2 separate regions of the Mus musculus genome follow, and region 2 is linked to region 1. The links are chromatin contacts, called in public HiChIP or PLAC-seq maps. All regions are on one chromosome and are shown on one strand. The core of a region is the stretch at or near the end of the contact, and the rest is flanking DNA. Distances in the headings are between cores, read along the strand shown. Region 1 has its middle 15 kb from the start of Idh2. Region 2 has its middle 18 kb from the start of Zscan2.

Region 1 (6,759 bases), core at 2,148-4,647:
GGGCCCCCAGTGGAGGAGCTAGAGAAAGTAACCAAGGAGCTAAAGAGATCTGCAACCTTGTAGGTGCAACAACATTATGAACTAACCAGTACCCCGGAGCTCTTGACTCTAGCTGCATATGTATCAAAAGATGACCTAGTCGGCCATCACTGGAAAGAGAGGCCCATTGGACACGCGAACTTTATATGCCCCAGTACAGGGGAACGCCAGGGCCAAAAATTGGGAATGGGTGGGTAGGGGAGTGGGGGGAAGGGTATGGGGGACTTTTAGGATAGCATTGGAAATGTAATTGAGGAAAATACATAATTAAAAAAATATATAAAGAGCACTGGCTGATCTCCCACAGGACCTGCCTGATTCTATTACCAGCACCCACCCATATAGCAGCTCACAACTGTCTGTAACTCCAATTCTAGGGGGTCCAGAATCCTCTTATGGTCTCCATGAGCACCATGCATGCATACGATGCATAGACATGCATGCAGATAAAACACACATAAACATAAAACATAAATAAAAGCAATATCCTGCACTTACATTCATATACATACACACACAGTTGGGCAGTGGTGGTACGAGCCTTTAATCCCAGCACTTGGGAAGCAGAGACAGGCTGATCTGTGTGCATTCAAGACCAGCCTGCCTATATAATGGGTTCCAGGGCAGCCAGAGTTACATAGTGAGGTCCTGTCTCTAAAATAAAAACAACAACAACAACACACCACAAAACAAACAAACAAACAAACAAACAAAAACTCCAAAGAGAAACAAACAGGCAAATAGCCAGTACTTGCAATGAATACTCAGGTTTGGATTGATTATGGGAGGCCAACTCCACAGATTTCCCTCACTCCTCAACAATGACAGAGACCTCTAGAGTGCTTGTAACATGGGAAAAAAAAAAAATAAAGCAAAACCCCAAAAGACATTGACCAGGATCAGGAAATCTTGATCTTTTTGATGTTTAATAACTAGCCTCCTCATTCTGCAAGTGAGGTCACTGTGTGGTGGAAGACAGCAGATGCGCCAACTCAAGCGTGGCTCACAACTAAGGAAGAATTGCAGTCAGAAACCTGCATGCAATTGCTGGGGCCCTGGGGAGCTGTCCCTAGAACCAGGAGGGAGAGCGTCGCCCCCTGGTGGCAAAGCCAGCAGGAAAGAGAAAAATATGTAAGGCTATAAGCATTAACTGGCACTCAGGAGTTACCACGATGGACGAGGGCCTGGGTGGGAACGGTCTCACATCTCCTGTGTTGCTTCTTCCTCCGGCTGCTTCTGTGCGTGTGCTGGTTAGGGCATGTGTTGATTGTTTGTTGTTTGTTTTGTCAACTGCAAAGAGGGAACCTCAACTGAGAAAATGCCTCCATTAAATTGGTTTGTGGTCAAGGCTTTTGAGGTATTGTTTTTGACTAGTGATTGATGAGGGAGGATAACCCATGCTACCCCTAGGCAGTTGGTCCTGGGTTTTATAGGAAGCTGAGAGAGCCATGGAGAGCAAGCCAGGAAGCAGTGTTCCACCACGGCTTGTGTTTCAGTGCCCCCTCCAGGGTCCCGTTCTGGCTTCCCTTCACCATCATCCATCAGCTGTCAGATGAAGTAAGCCCATAGCATTTATCACAGCAGTTCTTTCAGAACATGTTTTCTGCTACTGTGGCTTTGCTGAGAATGTTTAGTAGCAAACAGCATATTAAAAATGCAGATAGAACTTGGGAGGCAGAGGCAGGTGGATTTCTGAGTTCGAGGCCAGCCTGGTCTACAAAGTGAGTTCCAGGACAGCCAGGGCTATACAGAGAAACCCTGTCTCAAAAAAACAAAAACAACAACAACAACAACAACAAAAATGCAGATAGTTGGAGCTGGAGCTGGAGAGATGGCTCAGTGGTTAAGAGCACTAACTGCTCTTCTGAAGGTCCTGAATTCAAATCCCAGCAACCACATGGTGGTTCACAACCATCCATAATGAGATCTGATGCCCTCTACTGGGGTGTCTGAAGACAACTACAGTGTACTTACATATAATAAATAAATAAATATTTTTTAAAAATGCAGATAGTCAGCCAGAAGGTGGTAGGTAGTGGTGGTGTCGGTGTCAGGGGCAGCCACAGCAGCAAGGAGGCACAGGCCTTTAATCCCACCACTTGGGACACAGAAGCAGGCCCGCCTTGTCTACAGAGAGAGTTCCAAGACTACTGAGTCATGGCTACTGAGAAAAACCTGTCTTGAAAAACCAAAAACTAGGGGCTGGAGAGATGGCTCAGCGGTTAAGAGCACTGACTGTTCTTCCGAAGATCCGGAGTTCAAATCCCAGCAACCACATCGTGGCTCACAATCATCCATAATGAGATCTGGCGCCCTCTTCTGGTGCATCTGAAGACAGCTACAGTGTACTTAGATATAATAAATAAATCTTAGAAAGAAAGAAAGAAAGAAAGGAAGAAAGAAAGAAAGAAAGACAAGCCAGAAACTAGCCGGGTTTACAGTGTACTTAGATATAATAAATAAATCTTAGAAAGAAAGAAAGAAAGGAAGAAAGAAAGGAAGAAAGAAAGACAAGCCAGAAACTAGCCGGGTGTGGTGGCGCACGCCTTTGATCCCAGCACTCGGGAGGCAGAGGTAGGTGGATTTCTGAGTTTGAGGCCAGCCTGGTCTACAAAGTGAATTCCAGGACAGCCAGGGCTATACAGAGAAACCCTGTCTCAAAAAACCAAAACCAAAACCAAAACAAAACAAAACACCCCCAAACTAAAAACAAACAGATAAAGTAAAAAACAAAAGGCAAAACAAAACAAACCAAAATGCAGATAGTCATGTAGAAGCTGAGGCTGTCATGAGGAGACAGGAAAAATGCTGCCAGTGAATGACATTTTATTTCCACAGATGGGTCCGGCATCATCTGGTGGTAGGCAAGGTAGCGCTGTCCTTCAGCTCCTGTTGCTCAGTCACAGAACCGACTAGGATAAGAATAGCCTCAGCCTCAGAGGGTTTTTATGAGGCCTAAGTGAGACCATTATAGAACAAGGCCCTAGTTATGTGCCTTTGCAGAGACACAATGGAGAGAGTGTCATGGATGGAGCTGATGGATCACAGCCAGAATCTGACACCCACCAGGGAAGGCTGAGAGGACGTTTCTTAACCCAAGAATGCAGGTATCAGGAGGCTGAGGGCGAGAGCAGCGGCCACTCCTCATTTACACCATCTGGATGACCTTGGGAGCACCTGACTATGGGACTTGGCCAGTGGCTGGCTACAGTGCTCTCCATGATGCAAGTCTCAGCGTTGTTGGGATTTCTGCTCAATGGTAGGGGGAGGTGCCCAGAATCAGAATGTTAAACTGCTCTGGAGCCAGGAAAGCAAAAGGTCACCTTTTGTGTCCTCTCAGGGGAGGAGCACCCGCCCCACCCAGCGCTTAAGCACGAAGCCTGCCGACAACACTCTCCAGTTACCAGGTCCTGAGGTCCATGGGGCTGATACTGCACGAGCCTCCTGAGGAGAGCCTTTGTGCTGGGAGCTGTGGCTGGAGCCCACCTGTGCAGCCTCAGGAAAGCCCCTGCCTCCATTCTCAAGTAGTCTGAGTGCCACTCATTGAGGTAGTGCACATCTTTAACCCCAGAATTTGGGATGGAAAGGCCAGCCTGGTGTGTAGTGAGTTCCAGGACAGCCAGAGATACATAGTGAGACATTGTCTCAAAATAAAACAAAGTCTGCCTGCCTGCCTTTGAGCACCTCCGCTGTGGCTGATGATTCGGGCTGACTCACATTGACTCTCATCCCTACTGTGAAGTGTCTAGATGGGATCAGATGGGAACTTTGAAGGGTAAATGGGGGAGGGGGGTTGCTTTTTAAAAAAAGATTTATTTATATTATTTTGTATGTACAAGTGTTTTGCCTAGCAGTGGTTCACAAGTGGTGCCTGAGGAGGTAGTGAGCCTCTATGTAGGATCTGGGAATCAAATCTGGGTCCTTTTAACAAGTGCTTTTAACCTCTAAGCCTCCCTTCTCCCTGCGGATGTTTGTAATCTCTGCACATGGGAAGGTTTACCCAGGGAGACAGTGAGCTTGAATCTAGCCTGGACTACAAAATGACTCAGAAGAAGTAGGCAATGGAGACCTGAGTAGGGGGCCCTGGGGGTGGTGAGGTTGGGAGGAGGGAGGAAGATGGACTGAGGAGGGAAAAGGATGGGAGAAGATAAACGGAGTCCAGGAGATTTGTCTTTCTGCCTTGCCTGTCTCACAAGTTTGGTATTCTCCATGTGCCTTAGGTGGACAGGCCTGTGTCTCCCCACCCCAGTGTTCAAATGAGCTGGCTTGAATGTCCAAATCCTGCTGATCCTACACTTTGCCCCAAGAAAAAAAACCGAATCATGATTGCTGGTGTAGCACTGGCCACACCCTCTCTGGCCAAGCTCCCCTTTGGCCCACACATATTCACCACGTGGTTGGTGTAACCTATCACTCAACCTATTTTTTGCATGTTTGTTTTTTGAGACAGGGTTTCTCTGGGTAGCCCTGGCTGTCCAGGAACTCACTCTGTTGACAAGGCTGGCCTCGAGCTTTCCTGCATCTGCAGGGATTAAAGGCATGCGGCACCATATTATATTATATTATATTATATTATATTATATATTATACATTATATATTATATTATATTATATATTATATTATATCGATGATAAAATGAACTGTAGAGAAGGGAATCAAGTCTTCGTAAGATAGGCACGGGGCAAGGCTGGAGCCCTCTCCTAGTCATTAGTTTGTAGAGTAGAGTGTCACAACCTGATACAGACCTCAGGGAAGCACTCGGCACCTCCCTCCTGCAGCCATCCCTGGCTCAAGCTGTCTCTAGCTCTAGGCATAGCTCTTAGTCACCGAAGTAAAATTTCTGCGAATTCATCAAACATCCCGGGGCTGGGGCGATGGCTCAGCTCTTAGGAACACTTGTTCCTGCAGAGGACCTAGGTTTGGCTCCCAGCACTCATATGGCTCACAACCATCCACAACTCCAGTTTCAGGGATCTAGTGTTTTCTTCTGACCTCCGAAGACACCAGGCATGCATGTGGTACCCAGACATACATGCAGGCAGAACACCCATACCCATATGCATACACAGAAAATAACAAAATAAATAAACTTGACTAAAATGAATTAGAAAGGTGGGCTGATGAGATGGCTCAGTGGGTAAGAGCAATGACTGTACTCCTTTCTCTGTGATATAACTCCAGCTTGTGTCAAGTTGACACACAAAACCAGCCAGTACAATGGCCCAGGACTGAAGGGGTCATGCAAAGGAGTTGAGGCTTGGCACCATGAAGAGAGCCTATGAGAGGTAAAGCTGTCTTCAGACACACCAGTAGAGGGTGTCAGATGTCATTACGGATGGTTGTGAGCCACCATGTGGTTGCTGGGATTTGAACTCAGGACCTTCGGAAGAACAGTCAGTGCTCTTAACCGCTGAGCCATCTCTCCAGCCCCATAAGTTGGGGGTTCTTGTGCGCATGTGTGGTCTCCACACTTAGAAGGCAGGGGCAGGCAAGGCCTTTGTTTGAGCCCAAGAGTAGGAGGCCAAACTCCCAACTCTGTTAAGTAATAGTAATGAAAGAAAATCGTAAAGGGAGCAAGAGAAGAAGAGAATTAAATCTCCCTGCACAGAAAGGGAAGGCACACTACAAAAAGCTGGATTTGCTTCTTCACTCCTGAAACTCCAGGACTGGAGAGCTGAGAAGGTAGGACTGCTTTCTGGGCAACAGGGTAAAACTCTACCCTTAAAAAAGAAAAGTTTGTAGAGTGCCGGTGTGCACCTTTAAGCCCAGCACTGGGGAGACCGAGGCAGATTTATCTCTGTGAGTTTGAAATCAACCTGGTCTCCATAGTGAGCTCCAGGCCGGTCAAGACTACAGATCGAGACTCTGTCTCAAAAACAACAAGAAAGTACCATAAGAACAAAACTTGGGGGTTAAGCTCAGTAGTCAATGCCTCTCGCAAGAAGGTAGAGACACATAGTATAACAAACGTTTTACTTTGTTATGCTGAAGGTCATCACAGTGTTCCCACTCTAAATCCCTAATTATGATCCTAAGTCTATGTCCCCAGGGCTGCTCACCTCTGTGACATATCTTAGCTGAAGGTCAGGTGTAGTCTGTAATAGAAGTCTGAATTGAGGGGCAGGAGCCCGGGGGCGGGGGTGGGGGTGTGGGGAGACTCTCCAGCTGCAGGGCAAATCAAGGTGATGTCTCTGCAGAGGTGCAGGACATTGATTGCTCTTGGTCTCTGCTCATATACCGTCCAGTGGGCATCATGGGGTTCTAGGACTGTGTCTGGTTATCTGCAGAGAGTGATGTCACTGAGTTCTGGCTATCAGACACAGCTCTGGGTGTAGTGGGGTTCCTGACTAGGTTGTTTTTATATGCCCAAAAGGCATTGTTTACTGTGCTCATTACAGTAGGCACTTACCTGGCAGATACAAGGCTCTGTGTTTATCCTGAGTATCACAAACAAATGAAGAAACATCAGAGCCAACTCAGCTATATGTGCATAATACAGAAAATGTGACCAAAGATAGATAGATAAATAAATAAGCCAGGCACACTGTCTTAAAACAAAAATGAAAGAAAAAGGTGTGCAACAATTTCTTGTGAATTTAGTGCCAGCCTGATCTACAGAGTGAGTTCCAGGACATGAAGTGGAAACTTAAGGGTTCTTTGGGAAGTCCACTTTGTTGGATAGTGTATTGCCAGGGCACACGGGTGAACAAACGTTTCCT
Region 2 (7,448 bases), core at 779-3,278, 710 kb before region 1:
GTGGGGAATTCCCTGCTTGGAGAAAGAAACCCGCGGATTAGACAGTGATTTGGGGAGACCCCGCCTACTAAGGAGGAACCAGGATGAGGAACAAACCTCGGAGTCCAGACTGCTGGGGAGGAGTAGAAAGAACACAGAAGTGGTGGGGACAAGCAGTGCTCCCTCCTGGGCCCCGGGAGGACACAGAGCCGGAGTAAGGATGGAGCGGGACTGAGATGGAAGCGTTTTCTGATGTGATTGTCCTGTGGAGGCATAAATCATAGAGTTGAGGAAGTGAAGGGCCCATGGGTGGCAGAAACATCACAAACAAGTACACCGAAGTCGCCATGGGAGAGGGCAAGACAGGCACCCGGCAGTCAGGGTCCAGAACCATCAGAGAAAGGGCAGAGTAAGTCAGGAGCACATGTCTCTAGTTCCACCTACCTAAAGGCCACCCAAGAGTTTGAGGGCAATATACTGAGGGGGGTGGGGAGAGAGAAGAAAGCAGAGGGAGGGAGCTGCAGAGTGGCCTAGCTAGAGTAGAGGTTCTCAGCTAAGGCCTAGCTAAGGCCTAGCTGTGACCCTTTGTGCAGAATGCTGGGACAGCCTCGGAAAGTGGCCTCAGGTGAATGACACCAGTGTGCTGGTTTGAATAGGAATGTGTAGCTTTAATTTTTTTCAAATCCTTTTTTTTTTTTTTTTTTTTTTTTTTTTTTTTTTTTTTGGTTTTCTTTATAGCCCTGGCTATCCTGGAACTCACTCTGTAGACCAGGCTGGCCTCGAACTCAGAAATCCACCTGCCTCTGCCTCCCGAGTGCTGGGATTAAAGGAGTGCGCCACCACCGCCCGGCTCAAATCCTATTTTTAATGATGGTTCTTAAATGCTTTAACCTCCCTTGTCGCCCACCACCAGAGGTAGTGGGAAAGAAAAGAAACGTGGAAGTGGACCTGTTCAGAAAGGTTCTTTGGAGCAACTCCCATCTGTGTTGTCTGGAAATTGGCAGTTCAGTTCACAGGTTAGCAGCAGCAGGTTGATCCACTCACAAACACCAAGCAGTCCAGTTTGGTAGAGCAAACAGGAATCAGCAGCAGTGGTATTGCCCAGCAGAGACAGCCAGGCCTCAGCCTTGGCTGGAGTCAGCAGGAGGAACCCAGAAGGAATGCCAGGCAAAGTTCTCAGCTGTGCTTCTCTCAAGGAAGTGCAGATCAGTGAAGATGCCCGACGGGTTCTATACCCTCCCAATATCACGTTTCTCCACGGGTCTTGCCTCAGCATACGTCTTGTCTCAGCACGTGAGTCAGTCTCAGCTGACATTACTCTGCCGGTCAGACTGAGTCCGCAGAAGTGGCAAGAAGCTGGGGCACACCACCAGAACTTTTTTGGTGCACTCCTGTCTATGGAATCTCAACATGTGGAGCTCAGTAAGAGATGTGAGGTGGACCAATACACGCATGTCCTTAGCAAAGAATCCTTCATCACGCGTCCTTTCACGTGCTTTCGTTAGCAGAACATCTTTTCAGTGAAACATTCCTTCACAAGTCTGCCTTAGCCTTTCACCCGTGTCCACTTTGGGAAAACATTCCTTCACGTATTTGCACCATCCAACACAACTGACTTTCCAAAGGACCATTGAGTTTCCACTTCAGGAATGGCCCCCATAGGTTTGTGTAGATTCCTGTAGGGAATGGCACTGTTAGGAGGTGTGGCCTTGTTGGAGGAACTGTGTCACTGTGGGGTGGGCTTTTAGGTCTTTTATGCTCAAACTTTGCTCAATGTAGCACACAGTCTCCTGCTTCCTTCGGATCAGGACGTAGAACTCTCAGCTCCTTCTCTCGTATCAAGTCGTGATGATATTGGACTAAACCTTTGAAACTATAAACCAGCCCCAATTAAATATTTTTTTATAAGAGTTGCCGTGGTCATTGATGTCCCTATACAGCAATAGAAACCCTAGCTCTTGGTTCCAGAGCTCTTGGAGCCGCTTCAAGGATATTGGCAGGAATTTGACATTGGGCTAGGACAAGGAAGTAGACTCAAATGCATACAGCTGAGGAATGAGTTCTTTGTATCCTGACTGTCTTGTTAAGTCCCTGAATACTGTAATCATGGGACCTTTGTTTATGCCTTGTTTGTTCCTTGACTACTTTGTCTTTGACCTAGAACTGACCCTATTCTTTGCATGTGCCTAGAATGGTATAAAAGGGTCTAGAAAAAAATATACCAGCTTCAGCACTGGCTGGGGTCATGTTATAATGTTGTCCAGTTGTCTTGTCTTTTTGTAAGCCTCACTCACTCCCATTAGAGATGGCTCAGAGGTTAAGAGTACTGATTGCTCTTCCAGAGGTCCTTAGTTCAACTCTCAGCAACCACATGGTAACTCACAACCATCTGTAAAAAGATCTGACTCCCTCTTCTGGTGTGTCTGAAGACAGCTACAGTGTACTCATATACATTAAATAAATAAGTAAATAAATCTTAAAAAAAAATTAAGGTACAACACATTAGGATAATCTCTAAAGTATATGATGTTTCTGGGTAACCCTCAAAATAACAATTAAAAATACTTAAGGTTTTCTCTTAAATAGGCCTGGCTAAACTAAAGATCTTGGGGGGAAAAAATCTTAATTGTTTGTTTTTAAAGCAGCAGTGGTTAAAAATATCCTTAAAATCCTTAAAATGTCTGTCTTTATATATACACTCATATATAAACAAGGCATATCTAAGGCATGGACATGAGTCATCCTCTTAATGTTTTCAATAAAGAGTTTAATGTCTCAAGGGAGGGCAGTTGTCTAGCAGGAAAAACCCTTCCTGCAGTAGAAAAGTCATCTTTTAGTTAGTTTGTAGCCTCAAGCAACAAGGGCCCATGTTTTAGAACCAGAACTGGGATAAGGACCAAGGAGAGAACACTTGAACCAGAACTGTGTGGTTATGTATCTTTTCCCTAAAAGCAGATTTAAAAAATTTACGTTTTATGTCTTCAAGAAAGAATTAGGACCACTAATCATTCTTTCATTTGACCTGTGAGGCCATACTGATTATATTTTTGCCTTTTATCATCATTTCTTTCTTTAAAGTTTTTTAGTAAATCTTTTTTTGAATATATGTATTTATTTAATGTATGTGAATATATTGTCACTGTCTTCAGACACACCAGAAGAGGGCATCAGTCACCATGTGGTTGCTGGGAATTGAACTTATGTCCTCTGGAAGAGCAGTGCTCTTAACCACTGAGCCATCTCTCCAGCCCTTGTTTTTTGTTTTTTGTTTGTTTGTTTGTTTGTTTGTTTTGTTTTGTTTTGTTTTTTAAGACAGGGTTTCTCTGTGTAGCCCTGGCTGTCTGTAGACCAGGCTGGCCTCAAACTCAGAAATCTGCCTGCCTCTGCCTCCCAAGTGCTGGGATTAAAGGTGTGTGCCACCACTGCCTGGCTTCTTTAAAGTTTTTAGTTTTACTATGAGCAAAATGAAGTTGGACTGAGAACTTGAGTTACATGAGCAATTGCTCACAAGCCAACTGGACACTAAGTATATTATGTAGAAATAAAGTTTAACCACATGTAGACTGATAATTCACATACACAACCACCTCTAAGACTTTTTAATAAGCAAAGAGTTTCAATTCTATTATTTCTTGGGATTGTGTTTTCTATAATCCTCATTGTTAAGTCTCCAACCCCAGTCAAATGGCTGAGGTGCCTATTTAACATCAAAGTGGACCTGGCCCCCAGGTTCTCCCTGCAGTTCCTCAGCTCCTACCTGTTACAGAGCTCACCTGGCTGGTACACCCCACCCTCTGTGCTGAACTCTCCAGCAGGGAGTGGGCTGCTCTTCCTCTACAGTCAAGCCTTTGGTTACCTTCGCTTGCACTTTGGCCTCCTGGCTGCTGCACGTGGTTCCCTCTTCCTCTCACCTCTCTCCTCACATGGCTCAAGGAAGGTCGTGTCCACTCTGCACTCTCCGTTGTGTCTGACTCTGACCATGCTCTCCCTCGGATCTACAATAAATGTTCTCTTCCACCATACCTAGGAGTAGTCAATGTCCTTTCCTTTTTATTTCTGTTTCTCAGTATGAAAAGGAAATATGTATCTATTAATTTAGTTATAGTCCAAACTTACTTTAAAAAAAACACTGCATTTAGCAGTTCTATGTAAAAAAAAAAAAAAAATGGAAAAATCTAAGTTTTATGTTACCCATTATATAAACAAGAATGTTTTTAGAAAGAAATCCTTATAGAACTCTGTGTGTATGTATAACATTAACTGTTTATGAAACACTTAATACATATCATTTTAATAGGTTTTAAGGTGTTTAGAGTATTCAAATCTATAAAAGAAGAATTTATCAGGCCTTACTATATGATCACAATATTTAAATTTGAATCTATATATGCATTTTAATTGAGCATGTTAAAAAATTAACTTTAAAACATAAAAGAAATAAATTTAAAAAGAACTGAAATGGCCACTATGTATTAAAATATATAATACAGACTGCACAATGGCCCACACCTTTAATGCCAGCACTTGGGAGTCAGAAGCAGGTGGATCTCTGAATTAAAGGCCAGCCTGGTCTACAGAGTGAGTTCCAGGACAGCCAGGGCTGCACAGAGTGTCTTAGTATCATAACCAAGGCAACTTTTTTTTTTTACTCTCTCTCCCCACTTCCCCATCCCAAGGCAACTCTTATAAGGACAACATTTAACTGGGTCTGGCTTACAGATTCAGAGGTTCAGTCCATTATCACCAAGGCAGGAACATGGCAGCATCTAGGAAGGCATGGTACAGGAGGAGCTGAGAGTTCTACATCTTCATCTGAGGACTACTAGCAGAATATTGGCTTCCAGGCAATTAGGATGGGGGTCTTATAGCCCACACTACAGTGACACACCTACTCCAACAGGGCCACACCTTCTAATCGTGCCACTCCCTGGGCCCAGCATATAGAAACCATCACACAGAGAAACCCTGTCTCAAAAAACCAAAAGGGAAAAAAAAAGAAACAGTTACAGTTACACCCGCCAGTGACTCATCTTCATCTGGGTTTTAGTCTGGTTCTGTAAGGCAGTTTGACAAGTCGCCAGGGTTGTTTGAGATCTCTTTGAGGAAGGCGTGTCTCTCTGGCTAGCTAGCACCTTTCCTTTTCCCAACATGAGATTCCTGGGAAACAGCATTATCCTTGGAATCCATTCCTTCAAAAGTCTCCTAGTCAGATGGAGAGACAAGTGTGTCTTCAGAATGTTTATATCTGCCAGAACACTTACAGGAGTGGGGGTGTCAGGTTTTACATAAACAGCGTTCCCCAGAAATGCCAAGTGCTCCTGCGTCTGGCCCAGGAGTAGAGACTGGAGGCCTAGGAACAAGCTGCTGGATACCAACAGCATGGGGGAGCTCGGGGTCTCAAGAAACCCTGCTTCAAAAATAGGGAAAAGAGGAAAATTCCCGACTCCAGCCTCAGGTCTCCATGTGCACATGTAGACATATTGAACATGCATGTGCACACACACAAGGGGAAAATGAGGCGCTGTCAAGATCACTCGGTGTGTATGGGCACATGCCACCAACCCTGGACCCACAGGTTGGGAGGAAAGAACACTTCTGCCTCTCTCAAAAAGATAAAGACAAACAAAAACCTGTCCTTTCCTCTGCTATTTAGAAAGAGAGAAAGGGGATTACCCTAAGTCTCTTGGAGGAACTTCACCTTTTGATCGCCTGTGTTACTAAGCCTTACTCAGGACTTAAAGAGAGATAAGCTTTCTAACTTTTTTTTCCCCTGACCTAGGTGTCCCAGTGTCACAGAGTTGTGTCACATGTCCATGTAATTGTTCTGGTATAACTCCAGTTGTTTTCATATGTTGTTTAGGTCAAAAGATTTTAACACATTGTGGCCATTTCAGCTTTCTTCTTAAATTCATCTCTTTTATGTGCTAAATTATTTTGTGGGCATGCCCAATTAAAATACATTCACTCACATGTAAATGAATGTACCCACAAGCACACCCCAAACAAATAACAATACAATGTAACATAAAGGAAAAGGGATCTATAATAAGGGGAAAAAATGGCTGGAAAATCCATTTCCTATTTTTATTATAGGGACTTCTTACAATTAACTAGATGGTATATTGTTTCTTACTGGAGCCAGAGTTTTAGATGTTTGTTAAGGTCAAGTCCAGGCTGTGAAACAAGAGTTCTTTCATGTGCTCAGAATGAGTAATAGCTTAGAGTAAGGCAGGATTGAAGGTTAAAGATTAACAGCTCATCAGCTCTGACAAAAAAAATGGAGGCCAAAGCCTGTAGGCAGAACCCAGGCTGGGACTCAGTTTGCTCCAGGTTAGACCCAGAGGGCCAGGATCCTTCTGGACATTTATTTGCTCCTAAATAAGTTGTAGAAGCAAATTACTAAGTAATATTCATAGCATGATTCTACTCTCATTTAAAAAAAAATGTGTGTATTTCATCAATGCCATAGCTTTGTATCTACTAATACCTTACATTTTCATGCTCTGAGACAGGGTCTAAGCCGCCCACCCAGGTTACACCATCTGGTCATCTGGTTTTTATTGCTCCAGATTTTCCAGTCAAAAGACTGGGGATTAATTTTGAACCATTCTCTATGACTGTAATGTAAAAAAGATTTTGCTAATATAGTGCTGTTGGCCAGGTACATGTCTTTAATCCCAGTAGTACTCTAGAAGTGGAGGCAAGAAGATTTCTGTGAGTTCAAGGCCAGCCTGGTCCACATAGCAAGTTCCAGGCTAACAAGGGCTACATAGTGAGTCTCTGTTTCACACAACAAGAAAACCCAGGCTATTCCTTCCTTAGCGTGCCCCACTGTCAGGAGTACTTTCTCATTTCTTCCTACACAAATCAAAAGCAGACAGGTAGACAAACAGGCTTGGGGGATGGCTCAGTGGATAAAGCACTTGGAACGTAAAAATGTGGACAAAGTTCCAACCCGTGGAACCCATGTAAGAGCCCTGAAGGCCTGCTGACTTCCTGGAACCCCAGCATTGGGAGAGAGCGCTAGGAGGTCCCTGAGAGTAAGCTTTCTGGTTAGAGCAGCTAGAATTGAGGAGATCCACATTCAGCCAGAGGCCCGGCCTCTATAGAGGACAAATGAGGAGGGCACCAGATGTGAGCCAGGCCTTCATGGCCAAACACATAAATTCAAACATGCGTACACACATATGCATGCCAGAACAAAAAGAAAGAAATTATTGAAAGTAAAAGTGTCTAACTAAGACTGGAGGAAGCAGAGCACTAGGACAAGCCTGGGTTTCAACCCTGTACATTGGGAGGGGGAGGGGGAAATACATAAATGAATGAATGAATGAATGAATAAAAATGCTTGAGGGATGAGTGGGTTGCACACACCTTCAATCCCAGCACTTCCGAGGCAGAGGCTGGTGGACCCAGTCTGGTCTACAGAGCTAGTTCCAAGGCAGCCAGAGCTACACATAGCAACCCTG

What was found. HiChIP or PLAC-seq counts read pairs in DNA pulled down with a chosen protein or histone mark.
Region 2: an H3K27ac HiChIP or PLAC-seq map of embryonic stem cells shows a contact between it and region 1, with 2.8 times the contacts expected there. The contact joins two enhancer-like sites. A contact is called at or near these places in 1 of 484 Hi-C or Micro-C datasets (the G1E-ER4 cell line) and 2 of 115 datasets of contacts at active chromatin or transcription factors (embryonic stem cells and memory CD8 T cells).

What each region holds. Positions count from the first base shown.
Region 1 is chr7:80,127,094-80,133,852 of GRCm38.p6, reverse strand. No RefSeq gene overlaps it. Among named protein-coding and RNA genes, the nearest start is that of Idh2, 15 kb to the right of the region's middle. Within about 2 kb of position 3,397, at least 54 of the 459 cell types and tissues checked have an H3K27ac peak or open chromatin away from gene starts, as enhancers often do. A contact at or near this core is called in embryonic stem cells, where this site is marked.
Region 2 is chr7:80,838,716-80,846,163 of GRCm38.p6, reverse strand. No RefSeq gene overlaps it. Among named protein-coding and RNA genes, the nearest start is that of Zscan2, 18 kb to the left of the region's middle. Within about 2 kb of position 2,028, at least 21 of the 459 cell types and tissues checked have an H3K27ac peak or open chromatin away from gene starts, as enhancers often do. A contact at or near this core is called in embryonic stem cells, where this site is marked.